Regions from separate parts of the Oryzias latipes genome. Here all the other regions are linked to region 2. Evidence: chromatin contacts called from public Hi-C data. All regions are on one chromosome and are shown on one strand. Each heading gives the region's core, a stretch centred on a gene start, on an enhancer-like site or on the middle of the called end of the contact. The rest is flanking DNA. Distances are from core to core; before and after follow the strand shown. Region 1 has its middle 31 kb from the start of LOC105354319. Region 2 holds the start of LOC101157054 (serine/threonine-protein kinase pim-1). Region 3 has its middle 12 kb from the start of LOC110015326.

Evidence for each region. A called contact is a pair of places that touch in the nucleus more often than the background predicts.
Region 1: a Hi-C map of fibroblasts shows a contact between it and region 2, with 2.1 times the contacts expected there. The contact joins the enhancer-like site here to the promoter of LOC101157054 in region 2. A contact is called at or near these places in 2 of 5 Hi-C or Micro-C datasets (embryo and fibroblasts).
Region 3: a Hi-C map of embryo shows a contact between it and region 2, with 3 times the contacts expected there. The contact joins the enhancer-like site here to the promoter of LOC101157054 in region 2. A contact is called at or near these places in 2 of 5 Hi-C or Micro-C datasets (both in embryo).

The regions. Positions count from the first base shown.
Region 1 is chr7:3,907,227-3,911,883 of ASM223467v1, forward strand. No RefSeq gene overlaps it. Among protein-coding and RNA genes, the nearest start is that of LOC105354319, 31 kb to the left of the region's middle. Within about 2 kb of position 1,510, at least 2 of the 8 cell types and tissues checked have an H3K27ac peak or open chromatin away from gene starts, as enhancers often do.
Region 2 is chr7:3,841,448-3,846,072 of ASM223467v1, forward strand. It overlaps LOC101157054 (serine/threonine-protein kinase pim-1), which reads right to left and starts at 1,871. Exons shown (of 6, transcript XM_011476764.3): 1 at 1,466-1,871; 2 at 1,212-1,318; 3 at 1,072-1,122; 4 at 620-986; 5 at 95-271; 6 at 1-8. The coding sequence starts at 1,535.
Region 3 is chr7:3,959,607-3,964,099 of ASM223467v1, forward strand. No RefSeq gene overlaps it. Among protein-coding and RNA genes, the nearest start is that of LOC110015326, 12 kb to the left of the region's middle. Within about 2 kb of position 3,060, at least 4 of the 8 cell types and tissues checked have an H3K27ac peak or open chromatin away from gene starts, as enhancers often do. A contact at or near this core is called in embryo, where this site is marked.

The DNA.
Region 1 (4,657 bases), core at 260-2,759, 65 kb after region 2:
TCTTTTGCCTCTTTGACCCGCCCTCGTAGTTCCTGGCCAATGACTGAAGAGCCACGTGGTTTTGTGTCCAAGCTTTGGTCCGTTACAGAACGATCCGCTTGATGCCAATATGAATACAGACCAAACGCAAGGTTTGGGACTCGATCCAGAACAAAGAGTTTTCTAGTCTGGATATACTCTCAGATACTTCATGAGCCAAGTCGTAACAAGGAAGTGAGGACGTTAACCACTTGTTAACTCGTTATTCCTTCTCCTCTGACTGATTGGTCAGAAGTGATGCTGATGATGTATGATTAGGTCTCCAAGAATGATTGGTGGAGACAGTTAAAGGGGCGGGACTTTTGCAAAAACAGAACTACTGGTATTTGCTAAAACTGCGGCTAGATCGCGGTACTGTCATTCTTATCAAAGTGTCTTTGATGCAATTAAATCAACACAAAGATGATTTTTCATATTCCTAACTACTCAGTGTTTTATCAGGGCCTGTTTGGATGAACACAGAGCTGATATCCTGGAGATGATAAATGTTTGTGAAAACCGTGAAAATGAGTGATTTCCCACAGAACACCTCACCATCTCACCGGCACACCGTGTGAAAAACACAGATCCATGGCAACAAACAAACGCCAGTGTGAAAGCACTTGAAGAAGGACAATTACACTTTACTATCCATCCATTCATCCATTTTCAGAACCTGCTGAATCCCCTAAATTTCCAAAACTGAACTTACATTTTTCCATATTTCTTGTTGTTCATGGAAAACGCCACTTTTACGTCTGAAACTTTTGCTGCTAAAGCCTCCAAATTTGCCAGAGTGAGTTCATGTTGAACGATTTTTATGGTTTTTTACTCTAAGCTATGCTGACACGTATATTCTCCAGGACTGTATTTGCATCACGACCTCGTTAGCACCCTCAAAATGCCACATGTATGTGTAGATTAGGCCTAACTTGTGCTTTCTTATCTACACTAAACACCTGTGCCAGGATGTTTGAATGTATGGAAGCTGTTTCCTTACTTTCTGTCATCCGTCAACAGAGGATATTAAGGCCTAATTCAATTTATGAAGCTGTCAGATTTGTGTATGTCTGTGGGGGGGGCGGTGGTTGAATTGGGGCGTGGCGTTCTGTACTGACACGTTGCCCTGCTCAGCTGTTTGCACCGCACTCCCATCCGCCTCCAACCTTCAGCCGCGGTGGGGGCGATAAATCACACGACTAACAGGGCGAAAAACCCTGTCAGCTGGGAAAAGATGACCCTTTATGAGGAAAAATGGGAAGTGCCTGCTCGTCTTTGCCAGTGTTGACACCTCACGTCTGCGCATCTCATCATAATTGAAGACAGACCGAAGAATTTTGTGACACACGTGACGGCGGATCCACTGCTCGGGACAGAGATACTATAAACTGGAGATGGCATGTGTGAGGGTTTGCAGAAACTGACACTGTGAGCCTGACGCCCAGCAGCTCTGACAAACACACTCTGTTTTCATCCGTCTTCTATCAGGACAGAGTGACTGATGGGCGGCTGACTGTGGAGCTGCAGGTCTCAGCTGGCCAATCACAGCGCCAAAAAGCTGACCTTTCCACTCGCCACCTTCCCTTCTTGCTCTCCGACTGAATTTAGAATGTTTCTGCTGCATCTCAGTGACACAAACCCGTCAGGTTTGAAAGACAAAGCCAAGAAATGTAACACTTGCTTTACCAGGAATTCAATATGTTTAATTTTAGGTTTGAGTTCAAACAACACAAAATTGCTAAAGCTTCCCAAAAGTCTATACTTTTTTTTTTAATTCAAAAAGGCAAAATAGATCATTATACAGACTGCCTTTAATTTACTGTCACAAGAACAGGCAGACGGCTGCTTCCAAATGCAGCAGGTTAGTTATTTGTTTTTCTAAAACAGTTTTTTTTAATTCCTCCATGCGCACCCCATTTTTTATCAGTAAACAAATAGAGACAAACGTGTTTGACTTCACATTTCAAATTAACTCCAGGTGTAGTTACTTTAAAAGAAAAATAAATGTTTGACAACAAAAATGATTCCTTTTGGACCAAAATTAGTTCTTTTTACTTTTTATAATAACCTTTATTGACAAGAATATCTAGAATTTCCCATTCACTCTAATATCCAGCAAATTCATCATCTTTTTTTCATCAATTTTTACAAATTTTCCTGTCTTTCTCTGCTTTTCGTCTTTTCACCACCATCTTCCATCTCCACCTGGTTATTTGTGATCAAGTTGTGTATTTGATCGGTTGTCGACTTCTCCTCTTCTTCTCCACCTCGGATCAGTTATTCCCCTCACTTCCCTGAAAGTTTGTCCTTTCATCCCTTCCTTTGTAGCAAAGTCTCTTCATCCTGAGATTGATTTCTCCTTTTATCATCCTTCATGTCTTTTCCCTCTGATTCATCTTCCACATTCCTCTTCAGCTATTCTTCCTCCCCCAGTGTGCTGCCTCTCAACCCCCTCTGTGAGTCACTCCTTCCAGCCGTTTTCCCATCAATTTTCCTTCTCCTCCCTTTGTCTTTTTTCCATAATCGTTGCTCTTTTACGCCATTCCTCCCAATTCCAATAACCATCATCATCATCATCATTAGAGCCTCACCCCTTTGACTGGATGTTGGGTTCAGATCACCATGGTTACCACTTGTACGCTGCCACTGTTGTAGCAATATCTGTCAAATGAAGCCAACATTTCTCTGACTGCCTATCCCAAAGCTTTCCTGAATTTCCCGGATGTCTTCCCTGTAGATCTTTGTTTTTCTTACAGCTGTTCCTTCAGAGAAAATGATGTACCTGGTGTTCCACAAATAAAGAGGAACGCCCTTTTATTTTAATATATACTGAGGATGAACTGTAAGTTCTTTGTTACAACTGCTTCAAAAAACTACCTGACAAACCCCAAAATCCTGTCAAATGTTCCTTTTTTTGTGTAACTCTCAATCGTTTTGGGCTTTTTCAAAGTCATTCAGTGTTCAGTCTGGTGTCTGATCAGCATTTTTAAACTGATCGTCAATCCTGATCACTTCTAAATGCACTTATGAGTCTGATAAACATCATTAACGGATTGGAATACCGGAGCTGCCTGAAGAACCAGACACACCACAATTCAGGTCGTTGACCTGTAAAGACTCATTCTAGTCAATACTAACAAGCTCAGGCCGAGGTTCTTTGGTACACAACGACTTATCTGAAGATCTACTTCTCTGTTAGTGAAAGGACTTTGTTGGATAAAAAAAGTCTCCAGTTTGTCTCTTTGAGGTTTAAACTTCTCCAGATTGCCTGATAGTGAAAAAATATGGAGAGAAAAAGAAAAAAAAGTGACATCAGGTGATGATTTAAAATCTAAATTTGATGAGAAACAAAAACAATCTTGCATCTTTAAAATTTAAAGCCCTTTTTAGCTTTGCTGAGTCATTCAGAAAAATTTCATAACTGCGTCTCCAACTGCCGTCCAGTTCCAGCGAACCCAAATGACAGGAAGAAGCTCACGAGTAAGACTCTGAAAAGCATCAACCCCCCTCAAAACCTCAATCAACAATTCCAGGATGTAAACAACTAAACACAACAACACTCGCTTCAGTGCTTCATCATGTTTCAATTTGTTTCCTGACTTCAAGCTGTAAAACTATGATTTTACTCAAAGTCTCACTTTGATCATCTTTTAATCTGTTTTTAAAGTGTTACCAGTCCCCCCCCCCCCCCCCCCCCCCCCCCCCTAAAAAAAACGGTGTCGTTTTCTAGGACAGTTTCTGGCAGGAGTTAATCAGAAATTCACCACTGAGTTGTGGGCGGGACCTTTGGTGCACAGTGACCCCGCCTCCCATTCGTTCCCCTTCCCGTTCCAGAGTGGGGCAGGAAGCTTGTGGCCCGTTATTCCTTCTGCTCCTGATTTACAACAACCTGAAAAGAGAAATATTCAGAAATGGAGTTTTGAGCTAAATATTCTTTCCATATGTTCTCTATTATGAGAAAAATGCCACAAGATCATGTTAAAAACACCAAAAAAAATAAATTTACATGGGAGTGGGTCTTTAGGAAAAGAGTCAATAAACTGCTCAGATCTACTTCTGCAAAGTTGCTTTAACAAGTTGCTTACTAATTCATTAAATATTTAGGTTGTTATTATTGTTACTTTCATTATTATTACTAACTATGAAAAACAAAAAGTCATATAAACACAGTTTGTGGCCATAGATACATATTTACTTGTTTTTACTTGTCTTTTTTTTTTGCTTTGAACAATATTTTCAAAATATTATAACAGACCAGCTTATGAAACTTTTTAGCTATAACTTAGATTCATGTGATCTCTGTAACATTATCTGTTGTGTTTTGATATTTTGGTGTAGCAGGGGGGTATTCCAGAAAGCAGGTTATGCTAGTTACCACATTAAGTTTGAGGCTAAGGAAGTTGATAACCTCAGCTTTAGGTTCCGAAAATGGAGGTATGTTTCAGGGTATGTCAAGTTGCCATGGCAACTCATGCTCTGAACATAACCTGGTCTGGAGCAGGTTTAGTTGAAGGTTAGTTTGTTTTCAGAGAGGTGAAGCAGCATGGCGTGTCCATTTGAAGATGATTTAGTGGATGAAGAAGCTCAGATAATACTTTTTCCACCGTGAGAGGGTGATAAGACCACCTATAGATGTTGG
Region 2 (4,625 bases), core at 621-3,120:
CTGGCATTCTGGAGGAGTAGAGGGGGAAGCGTCGTGTTAGTCCACAGCGCCGGCGATGCAGACGTGCCGGCGGGGTGAGCAGGGGTGAACTCACCTGTAGAGATTCTCCTCCGAAACAGAACCTGACCCCGGGTGATCTCCTCGTCGTGCTCGAATGGGATGTCCCCACACACCATGTCATATAGCAGGATACCCAGAGACCACACAGTGGCAGAGCGCCCCTGGTAGCGGTGATACTTGATCCACTCAGGTGGACTGTACACTCGTGTACCTGTGGAAAAGAAAATATAAAAAAATCTTTAAACGCTGCAATAGATCCAATAAGGTGTAAATAAAAGCCTTGCAGGTGTGGTTGCATAACTGTCAGCTGAGGCTCAGGAGCTCTGACAGCCCGTGTTTGCAAGAGAGGGAGGCGCGCGCGTGGGAGGGGAGCAGACATGTGACTTTGTTTACAAACTTTGGGTTGTAAAAATACCACTTCCGTCCGCCAGGGGGCGGAAAACCTTTGAGGTTTTGTTTGTAACTGACTCGGAGGAATTTCTGTTACGTGAGCCTGAAAGTCACGCGCACTTATCCTAAAACATAAAAAATATATATATTTATATATAAATAAATTTACCGTCAAAGTCCGTGTAGATGGTGTCTTTCAGCAGAGCCCCGGAGCCGAAGTCGATGAGCTTCATCTCCCCGGTGCGGAGGTCAATGAGGATGTTCTCGTCCTTGATGTCCCGGTGCACCACGCCGCAGCTGTGGCAGTGGCGCACGGCCTCCAGCACCTGGCGGAAGAAGCTCCGCGCCAGCTCCTCCGGTAAGGCCCCCCTCTCGGTGATGAAGTCGAACAGATCCTTGACGTTCTCGGGTCTCTCCATGACGATGATGAAGCTGTCCGGCCGCTCGAACCAGTCTAGCATCTTGATGACGCCGCGGAAGCCCGTCCCGACCTTCTTCAGCAGAACTATCTCCATCGGAACCCGCGCGCCGCTCGGCTGAAAACACCAAAATCCACCATAAATGCTCCGTTTTTTTTAACGTTAAATTCAGATACATTTGCGCTCATGTTTAGTTTCTTACCAGTTCTCCCCACTCGGAGACCCTGTCCCTGGCTACGTGCTTAACAGCGACCTGTAACCGGCAGAAAAAACAACGTTTTAACTCCCGAACACTGACTGAATTTTCGCAGCAGGAGTCAGGGAAATGTGGCGCGTGCTCACCGGAACTCCGTCGGAAATCCTCGTGCCGGCGTAGACGGTCCCGAAGCCGCCGCTTCCCAGCACCGCGCCGACCTGGTACAGCTTCTCGAACGGCTCCTTCTCCTTCACTGCAAAAAAGACACGGAGCCGGTAAATCCCAGAGATAAAGAAAAGCGGGAAGAAAAGAGCCCAGTTTCGGGGGGGAAAGAGGCGCTACAGTGAGCCGGAGCTGCCGGCCACTGCAGTCCTCCATGACAGCGCGGAGGGCGGCTAACCTTGATGAACCTGGAGCTGGATCTTCGCCGGCATGTCTGCGGCCAGAGAATTCAGCTTGGACAGCAGCATTTCTGGAATAATAATCCACCACGGACCGGCTGGAGCTGGGACTTTGTTTTGTTTTAATCCAGAGGCGGGCTGCGACTCTCCCGTGAGCTGGAGGGCTGAAAGTCCACGTTGCAGCGACAAAAATGCGGCAGGAATCCTTTCATCCAGAGGGGAGGACAATCCGCCTGAGCTCCGGGGTAGGGGGGAACACAGGGACCAAATCCCGCAGTGCGGAGCTCCAAAAAACAAAATATAGTCGCAATATTTGTAAACAAACGAGTAAAAATAATTTATATACACAGTTTTAAATTAAAAGAGTTGAGGCATTGGCCAGACGCTGGCTCCTGAAAGGAGATCCGAGGGGGGCAGGATTCTTATATGAGTCGTAGCAAAGGATGAGTGACGTCAATGGGATCTCCGCCCCTCTCGGTCCTCTCCGCCAATGGGGTTGAAGGATTGAGTTCCAAACGCCCGTCAATCACAAAATAAAAATACAGACAGCCTCTTAACCGGCCGGCCCAGACAGACGTGGCGGGAATCAAAACGCGCCAAAAACCAGACTAAACCATTATTAGGAACTCAGACAGACGCTGCTTCCACAGGAGAAATAATTATATATAAAAAAATACATGAGTGCTTTTCATCTGGAGAACCAAAAAGGAAAAAAAATACTTATTTTTATGACCATATTTGATAAAAACAAATGAGCACTTACTTATTTATTTTGTTTATATTTATAATATTTTTGGTGATTGGACACAGACATAGCAGTTAATCAATGCGGTTGTTTTAACAGGCCGACCATTTACCTGATTATCTTCCCATTAAAAGCGCAGTTTATCAGTCTGGAGCTCTGTTAACTGACAATGTCCCCTCCACTGGCTGCGCATCAAAGCGGCGCGAGGGGCGGGCGCGCGGGAGGGTTTGGGGCGGGGGGGAGGGGGGCTCGCATTCCTCTCATTCTTTCAAATTGGGTGGCCGCGTTTGCAGCCGTTCACAGGATGTGGGAAACTGGAGATAAAAAGAGTCCCATTTACTCCTCCAAACACCCCCCCCCCTCTCTCTCTCTGCTCCTCCACTCCTCCGCCCTCCTTTTTTCCCGCGCCTGTTATTGTCTGAATGACATGTGCTTTTTTTTTTTCTTCAAAAAAACCCGCTCAACTTGCATTTCGTTTTCCTTTGAAATTCCAAGGCATCCCTTCAACCGTCATAACAGAGATTTATTGGAAAACAGATTTAAAACCAACTCAAGTCATGAAGCACTTCAAATCTCACGTAGCTTCACTAACAGTTTTGTCTTTCTTGCATTGTGACTCAATCCCATTACACTGTAGTGAATTATAACAGTGTAAGCAGCAATCGTTGCAGAGGCAGGCTCATAAAGTTCATGCACATCCACGGCCACGTTAAACCATGTTCCTTGACCTCTGACCTTCATGAGGGGCTTCTCCTCGAGTCGGTGACATTTGAAGTGACCTTCAGCTTTTGCAAACTCATCTAAAGGGGAAAACTGTCCAGGCTGCACCCCGACTTCGCCAAACGACCACGACCCCTCCCAGGATGAAACCAGCGTGGATGAATGGATGGATCGAATGGAAATGATTGATTAAACAGGGCCCTTTCTTAAAAAAAATAAAATAAAATCCCATTAGAAAGTTCTGAAATCTGTACAAATAATAAAAAAAGTATTAGGAATATATTGGGTGGTTATGTGTGTTGGGTGTGGTGGCAGGCAGAAAAGTGAATTTAGAATTGTCTCTTTTTTCCCCTTTTTCTTTAGGATCTGACATAAGGGCAGTAATTTTGGATTTTTTTTCCTCTCTCTGCTCCTTTCCAGTCATGAAGATGTATGGATGTGTTTTGTGCAAAGAATATGTTAAAGTAATGTGCTACTCTTCATGAAAGGAACAAAAAAAAAAAACAGAAAAGAAGAAAAACTCTAATGCTGCGTTCACACCAAACGAGAGTCCTGTGCCGAATTTGCAACGTTTGCCTCTCTTTCTTCTAAAAGAGAGGCATTTTTCTCATGATGGAGGCAGCGTATAAAGAAAAATTAAGCTTAAAAATGCATTTCTGATTGTTTTTTTATTCAAATTGTTGTGATTAAGGAGCAAACAAAAAAAAGCTGTTTAAAAAAGCTTGTAGTTGTTACACACAAGCCACAAGCTCTCTGCTCTGCTCCATTCCGATGCATCCACTTACAGACAAAAAGATCCATGGACGTCTTTGTTTTCCTCACTTGAGCTGGAATCTGGATCTAAGTGGGTTAAATAACGCATATAAGACATGCATGGGAGTTTTTCTCACAGGCCAGCCTGCATAACTGGGTGGAAAGTCACACAAGTTTGTCCATACTTGCGATCGGGACGCTCAGGGCGAATTCCTTTGCTGCTTATGAAGCGTTTGAAATGAGGACAACTTGCAAATGAGGGGCTGCCCCGCTCACGTCCCCATTAAGCTATCACAGTTACGAAAACTCCCCAATATTTATGTTTTTTCCCCCTCATCTATACACTCTAAAGTAATGCCAGAGAAAAACTCTCCCACTTTTGTGGTATTTTCCCTCTAAAATCGGAAGGTAATGCCAGAATGCCTGCACAAAGGTGTGGTTGTGTGTGGATGTGTGTGTGGGTGCTAGCACAACTGCAGAGCTCTTGATTACTTTTTAATTTCAAAGCTGCTGTCTGCACAGCATGATCTCTTCTGAGACAAAGAGGCTTCTTGCTGTTTCAGATTTAGATCAGGGATGATCTGACCAATGAGCTCAGACTCACTTAATCCTATTTTGTTTAATAACTTAACTTCCTTATGCTCAATAATCCCACCACTTTGCTCGGTGCATGTGCAGGTATTGCATTCAAATGTGGTGCAATCCCTATTTTAGGAGTGTAGCTGCAGAGTGGATCTTTATTCACGGTCCAGGGAGCCGGGAATGACGTGGAAACGCACGCCAGCATGTGAGCGCATCTTTTTGCGGGCAGCAGAAATGCTTGCATGCACGATCAGCAGGGCTCAAATGACAGCCACCCAGTTCAGTCTGTCAGAGGGGCGTATTATTAGTCCGTGGCCAGCTGCTCACACCAATATCTGGAAGTCTTAGTTTCCCCCTGA
Region 3 (4,493 bases), core at 1,810-4,309, 120 kb after region 2:
AAGACCGCCACCCAGGCCAGGGCCAGCAGGACCGCCGCGAGGCCCCCAGAGCCAGAGAGCAGGGAGGCGCGGAGGAAAAGAGAGCGCAGCCCCAGCCCAGCCAGGAAAGCAGCCCCCCCGCCGCGCCGGAAGAGCCCAACGCAGGGCCCCACCGGAGAAGGACGCCCACAGCCCCAGACGAGCACCCCACCACCACCCAGGAGTTCCGGGCATCCCCCCGCCCCAACCCCAGGTACGAGCCAGGACCCCCCAAAGGAGAGCCGCTCCGCACTCCAGGCAGCCACCCACCCGGCCCACGGTTGGTCCAGGGAGGAGCAAGGCAGGGGCCCGCCGCCCCCGCCCAGGAGGGGGGAACCCCGGGGAAAAAAGGGTGGCCCACAAGGGGTGTTATAAATATGGCCCGACCAGGCTCGGCCATGTTGGAAGTTTGGCGGGGCCCAGCGCTTAGGGGCAAGGACCAGGACCCACCCCCCAGGGACACGAACACCCCCGGCTCAGGTGTAATATGAACCCCCCCACCGTGCGGAGAGAGCACCGCCGGGCCCAGGGAGCGGCACCCAAGGGACACGGCCGCCATCGCCAAGGGGCCCGCACCCCCCACCAGGGAAGGGGTAGGGGACAGATGGACCCAGGTCCCACCTTCCTTGCAAAATGTGTGTGCGTGTATGTGTGTTTGAGAGGGTGTGTGTGTGCATGTGTGTGTGTTTATGTTGGAATGTATATATTGAAGGGGGAGGGGTGTGTGTACTAAGGGGGGTGCAGTTAAAATTGGCGAGTAGGGCACTAAGGGGACATCTGGGGAACTTTTATCCCTGAAATGATGCTTTGAATCACTTGGCATCACATTGAGCATATAAACCACTTTCCTACGCTGGTTAGTCCTCATACACCTGCAGCAGAGCTCGGTAGCCGTTACCATGACGATGCGTATCGAATTGTCTACTTCTTGAAGCAAAAAAAACAATTTCAACCTGAAAAGTAACCTTTTTTTCTTCATTTCTCTGAATCTTTTCACACATTCATTTGCAGACTAGAAATCCTCTGATGATTTCTCCTGTAAAACTTTAAATATTAATATTTGATCATGACACAAAAGTGAACTTCATTTTTGAAGTGTTTTCTGAGTTTTTTTTAAAACGTTTTGCCTTTTCAGTCAGACTATCTTATAACATAAACCAGGCCTCAAATTTAAACATTTCTAGCCTCTTTATTCAAATGTGGTGTCATACGTTCTTTTGTGAATAAAAAACTCAAAATAAACATTTGGTTTAGGACTTTTATTTTCCAATCTATTCTAATATCATAAAGTGTCCCATGTTTCTGCACTTTAAGGTGCAAAGCAAGTTTCTCCTGTTCAACTGGACGCTGAACCTTAGCAGCTCCAGTGAGAAAACGTTGCTTCACTTTTGTCAGAAGACGCAAAAAGGCTTTCGCTTGCAATCTGGTGATTGAGCAGGTCTTAATGGAGCAGCGCAGAGAGGAGAAAGCCCGGAAGGAAATGCCCACCATCTCAAAACCCTCATTAGCAACAAGCTCAGGACACAACAGTCAGTGGAAACGGCTAGTGTGAAGCCCACATATTTTTAGTAAAATGTGCATGTTTGTGTGATAGTGCACGCACAAATGGGGATGTGAGAAGATAAATCTGGCTCCTTCTCCTGTTCTAATGGGATCATACTTGACGGGAGACACTTACACCACTCAGCAAGACCATAATGCGAACACAGATCTATCCTCTTGGTGTTTCTATTCCAAGATGGCCTGCTTTCTTGGAAAGCTAAATGGAGCATTAGCAGATGGTCTGTGTATTTCAGTGCAGCTTTTTCACATCGTGGGAAGTAGTTCTTTATTCCAGTGCAGCCAAACAAGAAAGCGAAGAACAGAGGAGTCTGAACAAAAGATTTTTATTCTCATCATCGTGAGATTGTAAACTCATCTCTGACTTCTCACCTTTTAAAAAAAAGAAAAAAAACTGCTTCAAAGAAGTGGTTTTCTGCAAAAGCTCAAAAGCTTCTTCTGTGGTTTTAACGTGGTTCATTCGTGATACATCAGTGAAAATTTCACGTAAACAACACAACTTTTCCACGTATTTTCACATGTGACCAATTTTCATCTGTGCAAAATGTACAAAGTGGCTGGGGGACATGGCTTTAAAATGAAGACGATTCATATTTAGAAGCAGGGACAGATGCCATGCTGATGGTAGAGACAGCGCCATGAAAACCAAATGCAAAGACAGCGGAGCAGCACTGAGAGAAAAACCCCCAAAGCTCACATGGTCCTGCAAAAAAAGAGGCTTTCTCCAGTCATGGCTCAAGGATTTACTCCCTACAGGAGCTCTGCAGACATTTGGAACATCTAAAACCAGTGTGATCTCCACACAAAAGACCACTTCTTCCTGTTGTTAGATGGTGGTTGTACTGTTGCGCCAAACCAGATACTGATGTAAAAACTTTAGGTTGGAAACAGCCAAAGAAAAAACATCAAAAGTATTCAGAGTGTACTAAAACTTTGGGAGAATTTAGGTTTTGACAGTTACTCCAAAAAATGCTCCAAATGTGGCTAAAAGAATTGTAAGGCTTTTAGATTTTAAGTATCCATGATGATGTGCTGAGACATTGTCTGTCACAGGGCTATTATGTTCTTAAAAACAGAAAATGTGTTATTATGCACAACACTAAAAAGTAACAGGTTTTCAAATATATTTCTTGTCATTTGTGGAAAGCAAGAGGCCCGTCTTCATATACCGCCTCCTGCCTCCCCTTTGCCGCCCCAGGAAAGCCTTCTTAGATGTGGGCTGCATGTTCCTCTGTCTGTGAACATGTGTCCAAAGTGTCTGTATCTATCACGCATTCAGGTAATGAGGCAAGCCTTTAAAGTAAAAGAAAAAGAAGCATTAATAAAAAGGTCTATAGGCCCTCACTTTCCCTCCTTTTTTCAGCCTCTTTGTGCTCCTGTGAACTTGCAATCTTTGGATGAGACACAAAGGCTTCTGTCGAGTAAAGGCCTCTGAATTGCCGCGACCGCCACACACAGTTCCTTTCACTGGAGCCTCAAACGCTGCTGCCCCCCTCCCCCCCTTTGTGTGTGGTGTGTCTGCACCCCACCTCACATCATCGATGGCTTTGTCTTCCCACATTAAACCAAAGGAGCCTTGACGACCACATGGAGCAGAGACCCATTGATCTCAAATCTAAAACTGAAAAACTCGTCATCAACGCTTCATCAAGCTGACCCGACTTATCAAATATCTGGGGCACGACGTTACATTATATGGTTAATATTTATGAAATGATAAAACTGTGCTTTTAAAATCTTTGGAGGCCTTTTTTTTAAATAGCAATTATAAATATGTTACATTTGTGCCTCCTTTTTGAATGATTGACAGCATAATTCTAATCTAGGTTTGACCAGAACTTCAACAAACCCTTCTGAAGTAATCCCAAGACATTTTCTTGTGTTTGCAGAAATAAATCATGATGAGTTGCACCAAGACGGTGCTAAACTCTGGTGAAAACTTCCGAGTTCACTTCCTTAACTGCGACCCCGGATCGATCAATCCCTCAACAATGACCCAGCATGGGAATGCCGTTCCAGGAGGCGGGACCAGGCTGCCAACAGCATTCCACGGCAGGGACTCCAGCGGTTTCCAGAAACAAAAGCTCCTCTAAGACAAGGAGACTTGAAGGCATTAAAGAAGAAGAAGAGGGAGGAGATGAAGAGATTATGGGTTATGGCTCTCCCAATTCAGATGGAAAAAGGGAAAAGCTTTCCTGGGAAGAGGGAATGTAGGTAAAGAAGCTGAGGTACCCATAATAACTAAAGGGGTCAGGGGTTTCTGATGGACTTGTAATCTGGATGCCTCTCTTTTTCCCATGGTGTGTGGACTCCAGAGCTTACCAGGCTCTGTTGTCCCCCTCCCCAAAAAAGAAAAAAGCATGAGGCCTAAAACATCCGTCACAACCCATTACTGCTGACGCACGGCTCCCAAAGAAAGCTGGATGGGCATGATGAAATCGGGGTGAAAGTGAATTTTGAGGCATGAGATGAGGGCCGCAAAGTTAGCGTGAAAAAAACCTTTGTCTCTCCGTCTGAGTGGCATCACAAATTGAGGCCATAAAGAAGAGAAGCCATCAAAACATTTCCAAGTCTTTACTTCAACGAGTGAAAAGAATACAGTGAAAATATGATAATGTTGCATGAAGACTCGCTGCGAAAAAAATGAACATCTCTGAAAGTTCAGTTTGATCAGTTTTGTCAACAAATCAAAAGTTCCTTATGAAATACAAATACACATTAAAGCTGTATTTTGTAAACCTTTGTTTACATGGTTGCAGTGACATGTTTAACTCAGCAACACCTAAATACCACATGCCCTTTGACAAACTGTAAATCGTTGACCGTTCAACGTGAATCAGCTGATTCCGATGTGGAGAAAAGTGACTTTTCATGTCAGCTTTTGAGCTTAACCCTTGTGCTGTCCTAGGCACTTT